Regions from separate parts of the Mus musculus genome. Here region 1 is linked to region 2. Evidence: chromatin contacts called from public HiChIP or PLAC-seq data. All regions are on one chromosome and are shown on one strand. Each heading gives the region's core, a stretch centred on a gene start, on an enhancer-like site or on the middle of the called end of the contact. The rest is flanking DNA. Distances are from core to core; before and after follow the strand shown.

Region 1 (4,448 bases), core at 155-2,654, 48 kb after region 2:
TGTGGACATATAAGCAGAATAGACCCTTTCCTCCCAACACTGCTTTTTTGGTCATGGTGTTTCATTGCAGTAATAGAAACCCTAACGAGGACAATCTCTGACCCATCCCAGGGAGATATTAAAATTCTTCCCAAATGCTACACCATTACTTTTGCTATCTTTAGAACACAGGTACAATAATATCCCCGTTAGCCAATAAAGAATATATAACTTCTCCCCCAAAGTCACCAGGCATTTGTTGGGTCTACAGGAGGGTCCCAATAACCTTCTCTGGTTTTGTGGCTGCTGTCTGCTGCGGCAGCTTACAGCGAAGTGTTTTTAGAGTACACCGTCCTCATGTTTCCCTTGGCACCTAAATGAATTCCCAGGGTTATTTCCAGAACTCAGATAAACAAACAGGACCTCAGCCTGAACTAAAAGAGAGATAACCTCAAACAACCTTTCCCTGCCCTTAGGTACGGAGACCTTTTAGCACGTGCCTCAGAAGGGTGGTTCTTACTCCTCCAACAGATCCTGCTGTGGGGCCTCATAATCAGCCAATAGCAATGTTTAGAAGCAGCCTTTCGTGGAATTGTCTCAGAAGACATGATTAATCGAAGGCAGTTTTTGTGGCAGGTCACCAACCAACCCAAAGGACTCTCGCAGGTCAGAAGAGATGTGTACAACCGAGCTGCTCTGGTGTGATGTTGTGGTTTCACCTGACATGCTGGAACCGCTAACTCCACAAGATGTGGGCAGCAAGCACGATAGGATTTCATTTCTCCCTAAGGCAACCCTAAGGGAAGGATATGGATGCAGGTAGACTATTGGATAGGTAATGCTAGGAAGTTGAAATCATAGGCAGGAAGAATAAAGCAGAGAGAGGAGAACAGCTAAGACAGTGCGTGGTGGTTTGAATAGGAATGTCCTCATAGACTCACGTTCCTCTGCTTGGCCCTTAGGGAGTGGCACTATTAAGAGGTGTGGCCTTGTTAGAAGAAGTGTCTCACTGGGGGATAGGCTGAAAGGTCCCCTATGCTCAAGCTGTGCCCAGTGTGGCACAGTCTCCTTCAGCTGCCTTTAGATCAAGATGTAGAACTCTCAGCTCCTTCTCTATCACCACGTCTGCCAACATGCTGCATGCTCCCCACCATGATGATAATGGACTAAACCTTTGAAACTGTAAGCCAGCCCCAGTTGAATGTTTTCCTGTATAACAATTGCTGTGGTCATGGGATCTCTTCACAGCAATAAAAACACAAGGTTGGTTCATAGGTAACCACTGAGGGCAACTGAGACTCAGGGACCTTGGAGGGAACCACAGAGAACCCTCAGAAGCTCTGCTACAGGCTGGAGCCTGCCATGCCTAACCATGGGTCTCACTCTCTGTCAGATGAGCACTGCTCCTGGGCGTGTTAACTCCATGTACTTTCATGTACCCGAATCTGGCTGAGTGACCTTTTACTGCCTAAGAGAGAGCGGAGGTGTTTCCAGGTTAGCTTGAAAACAGAAAACTGGCAAAGTTCATGGAACTGTCTCTCCAAAGTGCCCTGAAGCAGGTGGATGACACTATATGGCAAAACACCCCATAGGCATCTGCTACAGATGCATAATAAAAATATGAGTGAACACGGGGTATGCTGCACACTTGTAATCCCGGAACTCAGGAAGCAGGGTCGGAGGATTACTGAGAGAAGAAGCCCGTGTGACCTATATAGGGAGTTCCAGGCCAACCAAGCTATACGGTGATACTCTGTCCAAAACCCTCAAACAAAACCGAAATATAAATAAAGCGCATCAAGATAAGGGCATGCAGGTTACAGAGGGAGGCACTGACCTTTCCTATGCCAACTTTCCTTTGGCAAACAGTGCTTTTTTCTCTCTCTCACGGCCACTAACAATAGCCCCTCACAGATATCCATGTCACAGCCCTGGACCCTGGTAGGACATAGGATTACGTGGCAGAAGTGAATTAGGTTGCTAATCAGCTTGGAGATTGGGGGTTATCCTAGATTATCCAGCGTGCCTAAAGAAATCATGAGGGGAAAGCGAGACTGAGGTAATGTACCAGCAAACAGTTCCACGGCTCTGCTAAGTGTAGGAGGCTGGGAAACATAGCCTGCCAACTTCCCTTTGCCCCTTCAGGAGAAGGAAGAGGTTCCATGAACAAGGAAACAGACCATACCACATGAATTTGGCCACAAAGCCCTTCCCTTTGTGAGATTTATAATTTTACAACCATGCCAGCAGGTTTTCTGTAGACGCAATCATTTCTTTAAAACAGATCTATTGGATGGAACACAGGGCCCCTAAAGAAGGAGCTAGAGAAAATACTCAACCCTATAGAAGGATCAACAATATGAACTAACCAGTATCCCCTAGAGCTGTGTCTCTAGTTGCATATGTAGCAGAGGATGGCCTAGTAGGCCATCAATGAGAGGAGAGGCCCTTGGTCTTGTGAAGATCATATGCCCCAGTACAGGGGAATACCAGGGCCAGGAAGTGAGAGTGGGTGGGTTGGGGAGCAGGGCAGGGGAGGGTATAGGGGACTTTCGGAATAACATTTGAAATATAAATGAAGAAAATATCTAATAAAAAAAACCCATATATTTGCTCAAATTCTGCTTTCCAAAAAGAGTCCATCATGACCACATTCCTCAGAACTTAGACCTAGACCATTTTTGGAGGATGGCAACAGCACATACAGAGCACATACCAGGGACAACTTGGGTGTGGCCTTACACCTGTAATCCCCAAACTAAAGAGCTGAAGGTGGGATCAGGAGTTCAAGGTCAGCCATAGTTATATAGAGAGTGTTTGTTAGATGAGACCCTGCCACAAACAAATAAGCAAGAATTTAAAACAGACAAACCAGGGGGAGATGGCTCAGGGGGTAAAGGTATTTGCTGCCAAAGCTGACCACCTGACTTCAATCTTCAGAACCCCTATGGTGGAAGGAGTGATGACTGTCACAAATTGTCCTCTGACCCACCCCCCCTCTCTCTCACACACACATACATACACAAATACATTTTTAAAAGGGAGAGAAAGAAAGAAACTGATGGCTTGCCCAAGGGACTTTTTCCATTCATAAATATTCCCTCACAGACAACAAGAAAACTGTCCCCAAGGAAGCCCTGGCTTATGTATATTAGACCAGGACCAGTATGAACTATGGCTGTTAACAGGGTGGACAGTGTGGAGGAAGGACTGAGGACAATTGGTGTACCTCACCCCAGCATGCAAATCTGGTCACGTGACTGCTCTTCTCAGAGCTCATGTGGGTGGGATTTATTATTAGATAAATGGGTATATACTGATGGCTGGGTCAAGAGCTCTAGAATTAACATCAGCAAAGCCAGAGAATATGAGGTTGTATTGAGTATTGTTTTTCTTCCCCAGGGAGGTTTCTGCACACTTTCTTTAAAAAAAAAAAAAAAATGTGTTTTTAAAGCATAAGCCAAAATACCTAGAAATTCCAAGAGAGACATTTATATTGAAGTTCACTTAAAATGTTTGAAAACAAATATCCAATATAGCTGTAAATATGCTTTCTTATTAATGCATTTAATATAAAATCTGGGGGATTTGGAGAGATGGCTCAGATGTTAAGAATACTGGCTCTTGCAGAGGACCTGGGTTCAGTTCCCAGCACTCACAACTCCAGGTCCAGGGAGTCAGTTCCCTCTACCGACCCGAGGACACCAAGCACAGATGTACTACACAGGTATACATGCAGCCAAAATACATAAAATAAAATGACTACATATAATTAAAAATTTTTAAATGTAAATGCCATGATTTTGAATTAGTAATGAATATAAATTATAATATATCTGGGACTGGCTAGTTGGCTCAGTGGCTAAAGAAAGGTTCTTGCCTGATGTCATGAGTTTCAATTCCTGGGACCCACACAGTGGAAGAAAAAAAGTGACGTGCCGATTACTCTCTGAACTTTCCCATGTGTGTTCTGGCATGTCTGGCATGTACACACACAAACAGAGAGAGACAGAGACAGAAACAGAGAGAGACTAAGAGAAACAGACAGACAGACACAGAGACACACAGACACAGAGGCAGAGACAGACAGAGAGGTGGAGGACATACTTTTTTTTGAAAGATGTTTAATTTGGAAGTGTCGTGGGTACTCTTGGCTTGTTTACTTTTTCACCAGCGACAAAGCCACAGTTTTTGCCACTGTTGCTGTGGCTTCCTCCATTCATCACTGCGGGAAAAGGCCACTTTATCAGAAGGTGAAGCTAGGAGTGGTTCTTTTCCTAGCTAAGCTTCTAGACCACCTGACCTCGACTTGCAGAACTCTTGACAGCTCCCAACCTTCAGGGTCAGAAGTCCTGGATTACTGTGCCTCATTTCCTGAGAGAAATCCTGAATCAATTGTACAAATTCAAATTAAGCTTTGAAAACTTCTGTGCTGCTCATTGGACATGTTGAGAATTTTTATTTTAAGC
Region 2 (4,283 bases), core at 1,621-4,120:
TCATAGATGAGCCAGCATACTCTGCTTGCCTTCAAAGGAGCCTTGTTAGAACATCAAACTGAGTGTCATCAACGAAAAGAATACCTGATGTGATAGTCTTGGTTTGCATTTTGAATCACTTAAATGCCCAAAATTCCATGCTGGGCACTGTGCCAAAGGGAAACAAAAAATCGTGCTGCAAAGCTGAATCCTTTGCACCATAAAATAAGCAGCTGCACGTGTTCTCCTAAACATACTGTCTGAGACTCAGCGAATGTGCACAGGAGAAAACGATGAGACAGAGGGAACTGGGGGATTGAACCCAGGTCCTCAGGCACACCAGCCAAGGGCCTTCCTTACCACTAAACTACACTGCTAGGCCTGTAAAACGAACTCACATAGTTCCTCTTTTGAAAGAAAAAGGAAGAAAGACAAAGGGAAAGGGCAGCCCATCAATATCCACAGTCCCATCACAGGAAGTACACAGTCCTGTACCACAGACACACATACAGAGCATCTAGCAGTGCACACACAGGAGATGGCTCCAGAGACTGGAGGTATGGCTCGGTTAGACTCAGCAAACCTGTGCACCTTCCCACAGCCACCCTCCCTCCCCAAACACACCAAAAAAAGAAGGAAATGACTGTATGTCAGGACTAGATGGAACTAACCTCCACCCCCCCCCCACCAAATTCAAATCTGTTTTATTTTAAAATCATGTTATTCATTCTTGTTGGTTTGTTTTGTTTTAGAGTTTCATGTAGCTCAGGCTGACACTGAACTTGCTGTGTATGGGGGAGGCACTGAACTCCTGACTCTCCTATTTTCCCCTCCCACTGAGTTGAGCTTAAAGGTGTGCCTGGTTTATGTAGGACTGGGGAGCAAATCCAGGGCCTTGTTGATGAGAGGCGAGCACTCTACTAATTCTACTGAGTGACAGCCTCAGCCCTCAGCCCCTGCCAAGCCCTCTGCGTGTCCCAGCACATTACTGATGAGTACCACAGACTCAAGCAGACTTTTGACAAATATAGTTTCTCGATTACTCACTCAACAAGCTAGAAATAGTCTTCTGCAACCTCAAAAAGAGTGGTTTCGAAAACCCACAGTAAGAACGCTCAATGAGGCCAGCGAAATGCTTTCATCTTGCAATCAGAAGCAAAATGAGAACGTCTCCACTTGCTATGGCCAGTCAGTGTTGTGTTGGAAGTTTTAGACAGCACAGTTAGACAAGAAAAGGCAGTGAAAGGTTGGAAAGAGAGCTATAAAATTATCCCCCTTTGCAGGACACAGGGGCAGGGGATGCAGCTTGGTGGTAAAGTACTTGCCTAACATGTACCAGACTCTGGGTTCAATCCCCAGGGCAAAAATCAAACAAAAATCAGATATGATCTTGTATAGAAAACCTCAAGGAAGCCACAAAAAAAAATTTTTAAATAAACAACTTACACAAGTTTGCAAGATACAAGACCAAACACATACACAAATCACTTGTATTTTTAGACAAGTGATACAACCTCAAAAGAAAAATTAAGAACCTTTTCCATTTGTAAGGGCACAGAAATGAAACACGGCTGTATTAAATATGCACAAGATGTTAAATATGCACTAAAGAAATGGAAGACCTTCCTTGTTCGTGCACCAGAAGCCAGTATCTTAAGATGGTGCTATTCGCAGGGGTGGTGGCCCATGCCTTTAGTTCTAGCAGACATAAGCCCAGCTCTGTATGTTTAGAGCCCACTGAACTACATAGTGAGTTCCTGGCCAGCCAGAGCTACATAGTGAGACCCTGTCCTAAAAATAAACTAAAATAAAACATAACAAAATAAAAAATAAAATATGATGTTACTAATGCCCAAACTATCCCTACAAAACAAAACAAATAGTGCAAGTCAGATGTGATGGAGATCCTGGAATGAAGACAAGAATATTGACACAAAGACATAGAAGTGAAAGAGAAAGGTAAGTCCCAAAGTAGAATCACACTGATGGGCAATTGATGGAGAAATTCAGAAAACAGACAGGAAGGTCCTTTTCAACATAAAAATAAGAATATGCAATACGATTCCATAAAGATAGGCATTGTTAAGTCATCCATGGAATGCAATTCTCTCAAGTCCCCAAAACAAGCTTTGCAAATCCCTGCCCCAAGAATCTAGCCACATACTTTTTTGATTCCGTTTATATACAATGCAAATTAAACAACCCTAGAGACAGACAGCACTCTGGTCATAGCCCAGGACTGGGGTAGGGGCAAGTGGTGGGCGGAGCGAAGCTCTCTGGTTCTGGACTGTGTTCCTCAATAAATAGTTTTCCTTGGCGTGATGAGAACAGTCCAGGGTTATCACAAGTGCACAATTAGGCTAACGTACAAAACAGACTGTAGTTTACACTTTTGATTTTTATGGAAACATCAAGTTACTAATACTGCTGTTTAAAATTATAATAGACCCCTGGTAGCCCACGCCTTTAATGCCAGCATAGGAAGGAGGATCTATTTGTAAGTTCGAGGCCAGCCTGATCGACATAGTGAATTCCAGGACAACCATAGCTATGTAGAGAGACTATATATATATGCAAACCAAAACCATAAAAGCCTTAACAAAACCAAAATAAATAATTGACTGGAACTAATCCTGATCTCTACTAATTCCAGAGCGAGGTAAAAAGAGCGCAGTGGGCGGAGCTTGGAGCGGAGGGGCGGGGCGGGGCAGGTGCCAGGGAAACCGGCGGAATAAACCATCCGCTCCTCCCCCTCCCTCCTCGCTTCCCCGCTCCCTTCCCACCGCCCTCCAGAACGGCAGAAAAACCGGCAGAGGTTCTCAGAGCCCCGTGTCACTCACCGGCTGACCGCAAGAGCCCGGAACCGGAAGCGCTGGCTCCATCTTTGTTATGGGAAAAGCAGAGTTTAAAAGGAAGTTGTTGAACCCGTCTTTGCTGAGGCGAGAAAAGGTCAAGGCAAGTCAGCTGCGGCCATCTTAACTGAGGGCATTTGCCTGAACTCCTGCAGCAGGACGGTCATCTGGGATATTTAGTTGCTCTAAGTGTCCTTGTCCGACTCCAAAGAAACTGGGAAACTGTTAACATGCAAAGTCTCTTAAAAAGGACATAAGACGAAAACTGGCCTTGGAAGTACAGTCTGAACCCGAGGCCTTGGGAGGACGTTGTGAGGCAAGACGATCAGGAGCTTTAGGCTAGCAAAATTCTCTCAGACAGCATTAAGAATAATTTAATATTGTTACATGGATTCTATTCGGGCTAAAATTTCAGGACCACACAAAAGAACAAAAGGGTTGACTGTTGAAAGACAAAATTCGAGGGGCTGGGGATATGGCGTAGCATGTGAATCGGTGTCTGGAATTTGGTCCCAAATTCCACCCCTCTCAAGAAAGCACACAACCAGAACAAACTCAGCCTAGAGCTAGTGGAGAGTTCTAGAGCAGCATGGATCTGCTTATGGGGAGACGTCCCATATTTTCTTATGGGAGAAATGGAAAGAGAATGAAAAGCCCAAGTTCTAGGGTACTATCCTTATAGGTTTAAACAAAGGAGATTGTGTTGAGCAGAACTATGGAGAAAGCAAGCTTGTTTCAAGTTCATTTAAGTGGCACTTAGCACAAAAGATTCCATTCCAGTTTGGTTCTGTCCACTGGGCCTACTACTGTAAAAAGCTAGTCTAAAACAATTCTGTTTAATTGGACGGTTTTCTCCCCCACCATAGTCTTGAGGGGTCCAGTATATTTACAGCCCCTCCAGATCCCTACCTTTGGGTGAGACCCCACACATTAGGAGTCCTGCAAGTTAGAGGAATGTTTTCAAATTACTGCTTTAGGGGCTAGAGAGATGGTTTAGCAGTAAGGAACATGGGCTGCTCTTCCAGAGGACCTGGGTTCAGTTTCCAGTGTTTACATGACAGCTGACATCCTTTTCTAAACCCAGTTCCAGAGAACCCATTGTCCTTTTCTAACCTCCAAAGGCACCAGGCATACACACAGAAAATATTTTAAAATATTTAAGCGTTGTGCTTGAGCCAGTTGTGGTGATAAATGTCTTTAGAATCCACTGCTCAAGTGGCTGAAATAGGCTGTTCTCTGTGAACTCAAGGCCATCCTAGTCTAGTTATCTATTCCAGGCCAGCCATAGATAGATAGTAAAACGCTGTCTCAAATAAATAAATAAATAAATAAATAAATAAATAAATAAATAAATAAATAAATAGTTATCTATTCCAGGCCAGCCATAGATAGATAGTAAAACGCTGTCTCAAATAAATAAATAAATAAATAAATAAATAAATAAAATAAAAG

What was found. HiChIP or PLAC-seq counts read pairs in DNA pulled down with a chosen protein or histone mark.
Region 1: an H3K27ac HiChIP or PLAC-seq map of heart atrium shows a contact between it and region 2, with 30 read pairs. The contact joins the enhancer-like site here to the promoter of Shld1 in region 2. A contact is called at or near these places in 3 of 39 promoter capture datasets (the C10 cell line and liver), 22 of 484 Hi-C or Micro-C datasets (the AML12 cell line, CD4 T cells, CD8 T cells and 9 more), 8 of 115 datasets of contacts at active chromatin or transcription factors (CD8 T cells, bone marrow-derived macrophages, effector CD8 T cells and 4 more) and 3 of 9 other capture datasets (adipose tissue, liver and pancreatic islet).

What each region holds. Positions count from the first base shown.
Region 1 is chr2:132,635,522-132,639,969 of GRCm38.p6, reverse strand. All of the region lies in intron 4 of AU019990 (expressed sequence AU019990), which reads right to left. Among named protein-coding and RNA genes, the nearest start is that of AU019990, 40 kb to the right of the region's middle. Within about 2 kb of position 1,404, at least 13 of the 459 cell types and tissues checked have an H3K27ac peak or open chromatin away from gene starts, as enhancers often do. A contact at or near this core is called in heart atrium, liver and olfactory sensory neurons, where this site is marked.
Region 2 is chr2:132,685,518-132,689,800 of GRCm38.p6, reverse strand. It overlaps Shld1 (shieldin complex subunit 1), which reads right to left and starts at 2,870. Exons shown (of 3, transcript NM_001358260.1): 1 at 2,820-2,870.